Linked DNA regions of Rattus norvegicus: region 1 is linked to region 2. A link is a contact called in public Hi-C data. All regions are on one chromosome and are shown on one strand. The core of a region is the stretch at or near the end of the contact, and the rest is flanking DNA. Distances in the headings are between cores, read along the strand shown.

Region 1 (5,967 bases), core at 1,884-4,383, 680 kb after region 2:
GAAGACAGAACTGAAAATCTAGAAACCATCTAAGAATCAGACCAGGACCAAGTGGACCCTCCAGAGTTTCCAGCAGACATGGCAAATCCCATGGCTGGACACAAGATGGCTGACCAGGCTTCCAGTCTCACGGGTTGAGAATCATTCTCCGTCACGGGGTTCATCTGTTTGGTTCATGATCAACACCGTCCTGTGTGCCTTCCCCAGGGCAGACTCTACAGAGGCCGCATTGTCTAGAGGCTCCACACTGAGCACCACACAGGGCTTTGGGGCTCTCCGGATCCACAAGGGAGCCCGCCTGCTCCACAAACAGCCTTGGCTTGCATCTGAAGAAAGTGTGTAGAAGCTGGACCTCTGTCGTGGCTCTCCCACCTTAGGCCCCGCCACAGCCATTTAAATAACTTTGACCTTAATGAGCCACTGATGAGACAGTGGCTGTCAGGCTCCCCTGGCATGGACTCCAAGGATCCTTGGAAAAGCAAAATGCCAGACACCCAAGTAAACACTTAAGATACAACAATGCCAAACAGACATGATTAGCAAATGCCTCCAAAAATATGAGCTTCCCCGGGAGACATTATTTACACACTTGGCCATTTTTTCCCCTCTCTTTCTGTGGCTCTCAGAGAGGATTTAGTCCTCTGATAATTTTTCACTCAGGGAAAGACAAAGGCATCCAGGGCGGAAAGGAAGACGCTGCTCCATGAATCAAATCCAGTCTGTCTCACACGTCACAGAGGATTTAAATTTCTGTTCTGAGTAACGATTAGAAAGAGGGCTACAGCCGTTGTCAGGGGGCCTGGCTTCTCACCTCAGTCCAGGAACTGCTCAACAGTGAGGCCCTGGTTGCCTTTCTGAGGTCTGGACTCAGTGGTCTCACAGATCATATCTAGGTTCCTGCCTAGGACTCCCGTGGCTCCCATGGCCTCGGGAATGTGGCTGAGGGCTGGGGGGTCCACTCTCACATGTTTCTGTTATGTGGCAGCCTCTGCCTGTCTCAGAGGCTCTAGGCTGGCGAAGTCTTCACCAACCAGGCAGGGTGACCCAGAGGCTCCCGTCTGCCCGGACAGAACTGAGCTCCAATCCTCAGCAGGGTCTGCTGCTGCCGGGATTGCTGGACTGGAACACACCCTCCCTGCGCTTCCCTAGTCCATTCCTCTCTGTACAGTTTTCTGGTACTCGCCCACAGAAGGCTCTTGAACTAGAATCCTTTTTACAAATCCAGATGGGAGGAAAAGTCCTTGGTCCTGTGAAGGTTCGTTGCCCCAATAATGCCAGGGTGGTGAGGTGGGAGTGGGTGGGTGGGAATGGGAGCATTCTCATAGAAGCAGGGGGATGGGGAGGGGGAGGGAGGGGGAGGGGATAACACTTGAAATGTAAATACATAAAATATCCAAAAACATTAAAATTTTAAAAAAAAGAGAAAAGAAATCCGGACTGACACAGAGACAGCAGCTTTCTAGCAATTCACCCTCCTGAACCGGTTGATTTTTCTCCAGAGCTGACCCCACAGCAACCTTGGGGAGAAGCCTCATTTTCCTATGGCTCAGAGTCTCTGAAAGCTGTGGCTTATTCCTGGTAGCTCTCACCGGTGAAAAGTAGAGCCGTCCCACCATTCTGTCACCTGCTCTCTGTGTGCTAGCAACCATCAGTGCTTCTCTCTTAGAAAGGGCCCAAAAAAAGCAGGCTAAGTTTGAAGTGGCTGATGCGGGCCTTGAACCTGCCATTTCACAGTCCATGGACCTGAAATGTCAGTGTTCCCTAACAGTGGTGCTAATGGCTGAGCTCCGCCAACCTTGGTTATCTCAGATAGAAAGAAGATGAACCGCTTCCAAGATGTCCTCCAACAACTGTACAGCTACTGGTCCCCAAGCTGCTACACCCATAAGCCACCACAGGGCCACCACGGGGCCACCACAGGGACCTCTGCACCTGACAGAGACCCTTTCGTTACCACCATCCTGATAACGCAGAAGTAAGACTCGAATTCGGAGCGCGTGCTGCCTGCGGCTGTCTGAATTCACAGCTAAGGTGAGATCTCAGCGCCCTGCCAATTCACAGGCTGGACGGAGGACAAGGCCATTGCCGCCTTGCAGCAGGAAGCTGGCAGCAATCCCCACCACAGCCAAAGTCACCGAGAAGATAGGCTAAACCCGCAGGGATACACTAAGGTGGGTGCACCTGCACAGATGGACAAGAGCAATCAGGGGAGAAGACCAACCTGGGCGGAGGATGAAGAAATCTCACAGCCAGCCCTACACACGGGTAGGAGTGGCGAGCCCGCCCGATGTCTGCTGCTGTCTGCCTTGCTTGACACCATAACGGGAGAGTGTAAGCAGGGACAAAGAGGGAGAGGTCAAAGAGGCAACTTGGGGTTAACTTCAAAGAATCATGGCTTTCACACCAAGCACCGGACACAAAAGCAGCTCACTAGGCTGGGAACCGATGGAGACATCCCAACAGGAACCACAAAGAGATGGTAAAAAAGCATTAGATTGGTGGAGCTATCGGACCTGAGACAAGCCAGCCCAGATGCAGTGTGCCACACTGTCCTGTCACTGCAGCTGCACAGCTAGGTCACCCCTGCCCATGCAGCACACGCCTAGGAGCAAGCATCCCAGGCTCGCTCCAGCCTGCAGGGAGACCCCTGTTCTTTAGAATCTTGCTGTGTCCCTCAGCAAATGTCACTCAGCACACCAGACGAGTCCGGGAGCCCCCTTATGCCCCGGTCAGTTATAATAGGTGGAAGACACTTGTACAAACCTGCTTACCAAACCTGCACCATTCTCAACAGCCAAGACAGAAATCACCCTAAGTAGCTAAGGGCAGCGAATGGAGAACAGAGGGGATGCAAACCAGGCTGGGGGGCAGAGGGGAGGTTGTTGTTAGGGGTGGCTGCTCAGCCAAGACAATCTCATTCTGTGAGTGCACAGGCCTGAATTCCATCCCCAGAGCCTACGGCTGGTGTGATGATGAAGCTTTGTTACCAAAGAACTGTACTTAGAAAAAAGAAAACAAACTTCAGAGAAATAAAAACCTCAGCAGCAGCCCCTTGAGGGTAGGAGGCCCCACCACAAGGCTCGTGAAGAAGCAGAGCAAAGGCCTCACTCACCATGGTCCACTGTCGGACAGAGACGCCCGCCAGGCTGTCTGTCTGAAAGGCCATGCTGGGTTTGTTCTGTTTGCTGTAGTTTTCTGAGCAGGCTCCATGGTGAGGGGAAGAGGCAAACAGGAATCTTTCATTATCCCTCTCGGCTGAGAAGAAACCTCACCGCAGAATGCACTTACTGGGAAAGTTGGTACAAACAGCAACCATGGAAAGGTCGTGCTTAGCGGAGGCTTCCAGGGAGAACAATTGTCAGAGAGTTGGACTCTGATGGGCAGAGGGAGATGGTGGGTGACAGGTGAGGAGTGAATGCATGAGGAGATGGAGCCCAGCGAGGCCTGAGCCTGAGCAGGACGGAGAATGAGCCCTCTCACCCAGCCTACATCTGAACCACTTCTAAACACCTGCCATCAGAGAGGCACAGCAGCAACAGACGCTCAATGCATGCCCGGCAGACGACAGCAGACAAGACAGCAGGCCGGGCCAGCGGATCAGGTAGCAGGGTGGTAGGAGCGGTTGCAGTTTAGCGCTGAGAGTAGGGACAGAGGAAAAAAACGGTGGTGGCATGGTGAGTTGGTTGCTCTTAGAACACATGGTCTTGAGTATGAGCTCAGAGGTGCCAGACTTGACTCCACAGACATCACTGAGCCAAGGGAGTCTCTCTGAGAAATGTCTGTGAGAGAAAGTGGAAAAAGTGATCTATCAGGTAAGCACCTGCTGAGGTGACTCATCTCCAGATGCCTGAGATCCTGTAAGGGACAGAAAGGGAACTAAAGACTGAAGAGGGGGAGGGGAGGGGAGGGGGATGAGGGGGAGGGGAAGGAGGAGGGGAAGGGGAAGGAGGAGGGGAAGGGGAAGGAGGAGGGGAAGGGAGAGGAGGAGGGGGAGGGAAAGGGGAGAGGGACTGGAAGGGGGAGAGGAGGGGAGGGGGAGGAGGAAGTGGAGGAGGAGGAGAAAGGGGAGAGGAAGAGGAGGAGGAGGAGGAAGAGGAAGAAGAGGAGGGGAGGAGGAGGAAGTGGAGGAGGAGGAGAAAGGGAAGAGGAAGAGGAGGAAGAGGAAGAGGAGGAAGAGGAGGAGGAAGGGAGGAGGAGGGGGAGGAGAAGGGGGAGAAGGAGGAGAAGGGGGAGGAGGAGGGGGAGGGGGAGGAGGAGGGGGAGGGGGAGGGGGAGGGGGAGGGGGGGAGGAAAAATGGAGGGGAGGGGGAGGGGTAAAGGGGACAGGGAGGGGTAAAGGGGAGGGGGAGGGGGAGCAGCAGCAGCAGCATGTGCCTTGCTGAACCCTGCTATGCATGGGTATTTCCTGAGGGCTTCTGCTGGGAATAAATTTAGGAATGAGGCAACCACACAACTCCTCTTTGGAAACATTTAAAAGTTTCTCAATTGTACTGCAAATAAACAAAAAAAAAATTTTTTTTTTGCTTCTTCCTGAGCCTGCACACTCCACACTTTCCTAACCCATTTGTTTGGGGTGAGGCAGAACAGCAGTGAAAACCTGTCAGGATGGATTCTGAAACGCTGCTGAAGAGGAAAGCGAAGGCGTCTTGTAAAGTGGAAAGAAGACAAGACGGAGGGAGAGACAGAAAGGGGAAGTAGAGAGGAGGGGACAAATGGAGCTCGGCAACAATGTCACAGAACAGAACCAGAAAATATCATCCAGTCAGGAAAAAAAAAATCACACATGGTATGTACTCACTGATAAGTGGATATTAGCCCAAAAGCCCGGAATACACAAGATTCAATTCACAGATCACATGAAGCTCAAAAAAGAAGGACCACCAAAGTGCGGATGCTTCAGTCCTTCTTAGAAGGGGGAACAAAAATACTCACAGGAGGGGATATGGAGACAAAGTGTGACGCAAAGACTGAAGGAAAGGCCATTCAGAGCCTGCCCCAACTGGGGATCTAGCCCATATACACACAGACACTAAACCCAGACAATGCTGCTGATGCCAAGAAGTGCATGCTGACAGGAGCCTGATACAGCTGTCTCCTGAGAGGCTCAGCCAGAGAACGACAAATACAGGGGTGAATGTTAGCAGCCAACCATTGAACTGAGAACGGTGTCCCCGTTGGAGGAGTTAGAGAAAGGATTGAAGGAGCTAAAGGGGTTTACAACCCCATAAGAACAACAATACCAACCAACCAGAGCCCCCAGGGACTAAACCACCATCCAAAGAGTACACATGGGCAGACCCATGGCTCCAGCTGCATATGTAGCAGAGGATGGCCTTGTTGGGCACCAATGGGAGGAGAAACCTTTGGTCCTGCCAAGGCTGGATCCCCCAGTGCAGGAGAATGTCAGGGAGGGGAGGTGGGAAGGGGTGGGTGGATGGGAGGGGAACAACCTTACAGAAGAAGGGGAAGGGGAAATGGGGGTTTATGGACGGAAACCGGGAAGGGGGATAACATTTGAAACATAAATAAAAAATCCAATAAAAAATAAGAAACATAAGAAAAAGGGGAAAAAAAGAATGTCACAGGACATGAGGAGGGAGGCAGGAGGGGAAGCGCCATTGAAGTCAAGGAGGAGACTCAGGAACTTCTCCCTCCAAAGTTGAACCACCTTCAAGGAAAGCACAATGAAGGCTAACTCATCATAAGCCTCCCTCCAGACAGCAATGAAAGCAAGGTGTCAGGAGGAGGCAGCCTTTCTTCTGTAAAGAGAGAAATTAAGGTTGTAGACAGGCTCTATCCCAGATCACCTCTGCAATCAACCCTAAAGAGATGGGAAAATGAAAGTGTGCTCCATGCAAGCTAAGAGAAGGTGCTGTGTGTTTGATAAGACCGGAAGCACAAAAAAAATCTTCAAAAGCACCCTGTGCCCATGCACACAGACACACAACACTATCCTATGCATATATG
Region 2 (5,720 bases), core at 1,960-4,459:
GAAAGAAAGTAAGATCAAGTCAACGGGTCTGCCCTTCCTGTGGATGGCTGCTTTGAGCTGTAGTCTTTATGGGATGAGTGGGACTGTGAAACTGAAGCTGGGCTCACAAGGGCAAACGGGAGGCAGTGCACGTGGAGAGTCACTCACCTGCCCCATCCACACGCCACCCCACCCCAGCGCACCCCTCCTCCCTAACAGTGTTCTGGAAGTGCCACAGGGGGATACCTTTGTCTGTACCCCCAAATACCCTGCGTAGTGAGATTTAAAGAAAAATGCCAAGAGGGAGGAAAAAATGGCTGAGAATGATCTATGGAATTAAGTATTGCTTCAGTTGGAAAAATGGGTAGGTGAGAGGGAGGCGGGGAGGAAAGAGTGAGTAAAGACTGAGGAAGAATCAGTAAGCACCATCTACGCACGTTGGGATGAGTTTGACGACTTCCATGAGGTAGTGCATAAAAATATCAAGGGTAATTATGTCTGAGTGAGAAGTTCGTGAGTAAGGCTTAGTTTTTCTTTACCTCCGCATTGTTGCCCCGCACACCCACGTTTACTACAGGGACCGGACTGATGTTTATTCCTCTCAAAGCAGCCACCGGCTCGTGTTCCCGGTGAATGGTTTCTAGCAGCAGGCACTCTGTGTGCCGTGGCTGCGTGGTCTACAGGAAAGGTATGAGAGAACTGCAGCTGAGCTTGGGCGTCCATAGGTTGGCATAGAAACCTAGGGAACACATAGAGGAGCGGCTGACTGCTCTCCACCCTGGAGACCTTTCAGAGGTTTTGCTGTTCTGCAGATTCATTAAGAAAAGCCCTTTAGGGGCCGGAGAGATGGCTTAGCTGTTAATAGCACTGGCTGCTCTTCTAAAGGACCTGAGTTTGGTTTCCAGTCCCCGCATGTCAGTTCCCAATCATCTGTAACGCCAGTCTTAACTCCAGCGCAACACCCTCTTCCAGTCTCCATAGGACCAGGCAAATACGGTGCACAGACATATATGCAGGCAAAACATCCATACTCAGGGAGTTAGTGAACAATTAAAATGTCCTTTACCCTGCGCAAAGTGGTATTCACTTGCGAACTCCCCACTCTAAGGGTAGAGGCAGGGGGTTGTAAGTTCAGGGCTAGCCTAGGCTAACTGGTGAAACTTTGACTCTGAAAGCAAAAGAAAAGATGACGAAAGTAGGTCACATACAAGATAGCAGGGTGAGGTAAGTGTCTGGGTAACACACAGAGCCCGTCTCCATAGTTACAAATGGTCTTTGAGTAGCAGGCCAGTCAATGCTGAGGTTGTCATCCCCCAGGGGCCTGGAGCTCAGTAAAGACCACAGTCACTCTGGGGCCTCAGACACTCATTGATTTAGCCCATCGATATGCTATTCTCAAGTAGGATATCGGGTCCTAAGCAAATTAATAATGGTAAGCTACTGTGATCACTCACAGATAATTTGGAGTCAACCCCAAGACACTCGTACTGGGCTTTCTAGAGCCCAGTGAATGTTTCTTAGAGCCTCTGCTAACAAAAAAGGAACTGGCGCTGTTTTTCCACTCTGGTCCTCATTTTTGGTCCTATATCTAATTATAGTAACCTTGCCAGTGTCATCATTTAAGGATTAGGGACATTCAAAGGGGATAGGCCATGCGAACTCTGCCTGCTAGGGTTTGAATCAAATGTTCCTACAGGTTTGCTCTACGGTAGGGTGTGGGTCACTGGGGCGGGGGTGAGGGTGGGGCCCCATTTTCTGTCTGCTTTCTGCTTCCCAATTCTGCTGATATGTAGGAAAGGCCAGGAATCTCAGACCTGGCTCCCTCTCCAGTGCAGCTACTTGATACCTACCATCTCCCCTGCCATGATGACCCATGTCCCCCCCAAAACCATGAGCCAAAATAAAGGCTTCCTCTTCAAGCTGTCACATCAGATTATCTGATCACCGTGATGACAAAAGCGACCACTGTGCCCCTTTAGGTACTGGATGCTCACAGGAGAGCCATAAGTGTCCCCACAGGTCTGTGCAGTAGAGTTGTACCTTGTCTTCCCTGTAGGGAAGGACCATGGGAGGACCCACCTCTCATTCACCGCCTTCCAGGATGCAGCTTTCACCAGACACCCAGTGTCAATCTTAGATTCCTCCCGGCACAACTCCGAGGAACGAGGAACGTCTGGTCTTTATAAATCTCTCAGGATCCAGGATCCTATCATAAGAGCACAAACAGGGCACCCTCCCCTGCCATTGCCGCAGACTCACTGGGTCAGGACACGCTGTTTCTCTCGGTTGTCTTTCCCTGACATCTTTTCCTGAACGTTGGACTAAGTAATTCATCACGTGGTAAGCCCACATCAAGCTACACACACCTCCGGGGCAGAAGCATGAGTCACCAGGAGGAAATTTGTGGCAGGGGTGGCACCGGGGCTGAGCTTTTCTCAGTGTGGTTGTTGCTGGAGCGTTTCCCACCGGTTCTCACAATCCTCACCCACTCTCCTGTGTCCTAGAAGGCACGCAGACCATCACCGCTTTCTGTGCATCCCTTGTTCAAAACTTGTACAAATTGAATACAACGGAAGAGAATGTGCTTTATGATTTTTGGTATGGAATGGGAGTTCCGGGTAACTCGAGACGCCCCACATCTCTCCCCGAAGCAGCCTGGCAGGTGCTAACTGCTGAATAACTCCAAGTGTGGGCCCCATAAACCTGCCGCTCATTTAGACGTACAGTACGTGTTTGTGTTTCCAATCAAATGCCGCTGGGTGAATTAAGATCAAGGCTTCCTCTTGACAAGTTTTCCGTTACTTTATGGCCAATTTCCCTCGGATGAAGCTGGAATGGAACCTTCCCTTTCCTCAGATGCCGTTAACAAAGGTGATTTCAAAGAATGGTAATTGTTTCTCTGTAGCTAAATGGGAAACGAGAGGCAGGAAGAACCACCCTTTACCTTACGCTACGAAAACCCCGCGCCTGGTAAGTCTGCCCACCCCACGGAGAACTGAAACGCTATAAAAGTCCCCAGAGTCCCTTCGCTCCAGGTCCCACTGGTTCTGCTGCAGGTGGAGAGCTTAATTCTCATTGTCGCCAGCGAGCATTGCGCTATCTCTGCCGACAGCTTGCTTTAGCCCTAACCGAAACATCACGGTTTCCTGTTTTGCTCAAGCCAGCATGTGGCGTTAAGATACACAGCAAGGTTCAAAATTAGACAACGTTAAGCGACCATCTGGGATCATCTGAGACTCTTTCGGCAGCCATTGAGAGGCAGTCTTGAACCACGGACCTTCTATGGTTGAAGAAGCTGTGTTCTGACTGAGCATTCTGTTTGGCAAGCTCGGAATCATTCACACAGGCAGAATCCCTAGCTGTTTTGATCCTCTGGCTGCTACCATCGCTGACTCTGACCACAGTACTAGTTTGCTGCTTAGAACAACAGTTCTCTTTGCTGAAACCAAGAGCTACTCTAATCACATTATCCCGACGCCAAAACAACCCAGCCGAAACACACATCTGAGGTAGTTGCGTCTCTACCTCAAAAATGCTTTCAGGATAAATCTAAGCTCTGGGGGATGTTCAACGTCCTACCCAAACCTTCACAGTAGCCTGATATCGGTTTCTGTGCTTTTCCAGGTGGGTGCGAGTTTCAGAGTTGGGGGTGTGCTTCACCTGTTATTTGCTGCCTCCTGGGACCTACACACTATGCTGGGTACAAGGTAGGCACATGCATATAGCAGACTAAGGAATGAATGCATATTGCTTAACATCTTGGCAGGCTAACTTAAGCCTGGAAGTTACATAGCTCACTACTACAGAGCCTGAACACACCTTTTGCTCCAACATCTGGTCTACTGTTTGGAAGGTCTGTGTTTTCAAAAGACGCAGAAGTTTGGGGATTTAGCTCAGTGGTAAAGCGCTTGCCTAGCGAGTGCAAGGCCCTGGGTTCGGTCCCCAGCTCTGGAAAAACAAAAAAACAAAAAAACAAAAAAACAAAAACAAAATCAAAAGATGCAGAAACAAAGGCTAGGTATGTAAAGTCTTTCTTCCCCCCTTTATCATTTTTGTCCACTCTTGAGTAATGAGTCCATTAGCCAGGTGTATTCACATATAATACAATCAAGTGCAGTATGATCACAGCTAGACTCAACAAGGATTTGCCAAGATTTGATTCTTACAAAACATAATGGGACTAAATTATGTTCAAGAAGGCAGACGAGACCGGAAGATAGGTGAGGAAGTCCAACGGAAATAGTATGGGGCCAAGGATGTCCACAGCTACAAGGAGTGGCTTGGCACTTGCTAGGGTATAATGCTAATACAGCCATGGGTAGTAGAGTAGCATTTCCAGCAGCAATGAAGTTCATGCACAGTGCTGGTCCACAGGATCATACGACCGGGATTCTGTCTTGTGTGTGTAAGTATGCTCTGTGTGCAGAGCAGCAGAACTCTCAGGGTCAAGTGCTGTTTGACCACACTTACTCCTCCACTGGGCAGGGCTTGGGTCTTTAATCTCATTCCCTTTCCTCTCCAATCCTGACTACCTAGTAGGTGGTTATTGTTTATGAGATGAGAGGACTGATGTGGGCAGTCTAAAAGAACGTCTCCCTCCCTTGCTTACAGGGGAACTTTAGAGAGAAAGCTTTGGTCTGGGTCTTGTTGAATAATTAAATCTCCGGCAAATCGAAAGAATAGTATTTCTTTCTAAGAAGATGCATCTTCATTTTCATTACGCGCATGTGTCTGCGTGTCTGTATGTGGTCGTGTGCACCCGTGTGCAGTTGCCCACAGAGATGGGGAAAGGGTGTCTTATCTTCTGAATCTGGTGTTACAGGCTGCTGTGAGTCACCTGGTGTGGATGCGGAGTCCTCTGCAAGAGCAGTGCCTGCTTCTAACTTGTGAGTCATCTCCTGCCATGGAAGGGTAGTTTCTGCAGAGGAGCAGCAGACGCGTGTGGATGAGCTCCCGGAGTGTGAGCAGCCTGAGCTCAGGGGAACTGTAGGGACTGGGGCTGGAGAAGTAGGCTTCACGGACCCTGTTGGTCTGCCTAAGGTGTGTGAGCTAGATGCTCTAAGAAAAGAGAAGGCACTGGAATGGAAGCTCGCAGGGAACATAAGCCAGGCTGTAAGTAGAAATGCAATAACACAGTTCAGTCAGTTGAGATGTCCCACATGTGCAATTAATTTTCAGGATATGCTTCTTATAAGAAATAATTGTTTAACTCTGCACTTCAGACTGAGAACTCTCGCATCTGTGTAATTCTCCAACAGTGCAGATAGCTCCGTAGCCACAGAGACAGAAAATAATAATAATGAAGTTTCCTTTCCATTCTGAGCTACAAAAACTGTCAAGGTTAATTTTCCTCCCTCGTAGTTTTTAACAGGTTTCTTTTCTACCTGGAGTGATTCGGAGTAGGTGGTCCATCTCAGAGGTCAGGTAGGCTGTGGGATTTGCAAAACGACAGTCCTTCAAACTCTTGGTTGGCTGAGTCTCTAGATGACACCCTCTTCCCTACTGGGGAAAGGTAATTTCAGTAAATGAGTGGTCAGGCTGTAGCGTTTCTGCATGTGATTAAACATTACACTCCCCTTGGCCTGACCACTTTGTGTGCAGGATAACTTTCGTCAGCTATGCACAAACCTAGAAAATGAGGAGAGGGGAACTCAACCGAGAAAGGCCTGCATCAGATGTGTGTGGGGGGACATTTTCTTCATTAATGACTGATGTGTGCAGCCCACTGTAGGCAGTGCCAC

The links. A called contact is a pair of places that touch in the nucleus more often than the background predicts.
Region 1: a Hi-C map of frontal cortex shows a contact between it and region 2, with 2.6 times the contacts expected there. The contact joins two enhancer-like sites. A contact is called at or near these places in 3 of 12 Hi-C or Micro-C datasets (frontal cortex, kidney and prefrontal cortex).

The regions. Positions count from the first base shown.
Region 1 is chr2:245,237,333-245,243,299 of GRCr8, forward strand. All of the region lies in intron 1 of St6galnac3 (ST6 N-acetylgalactosaminide alpha-2,6-sialyltransferase 3), which reads right to left. Among named protein-coding and RNA genes, the nearest start is that of St6galnac3, 65 kb to the right of the region's middle. Within about 2 kb of position 3,134, at least 17 of the 93 cell types and tissues checked have an H3K27ac peak or open chromatin away from gene starts, as enhancers often do.
Region 2 is chr2:244,554,277-244,559,996 of GRCr8, forward strand. All of the region lies in intron 2 of St6galnac5 (ST6 N-acetylgalactosaminide alpha-2,6-sialyltransferase 5), which reads right to left. Among named protein-coding and RNA genes, the nearest start is that of St6galnac5, 14 kb to the right of the region's middle. Within about 2 kb of position 3,210, at least 18 of the 93 cell types and tissues checked have an H3K27ac peak or open chromatin away from gene starts, as enhancers often do.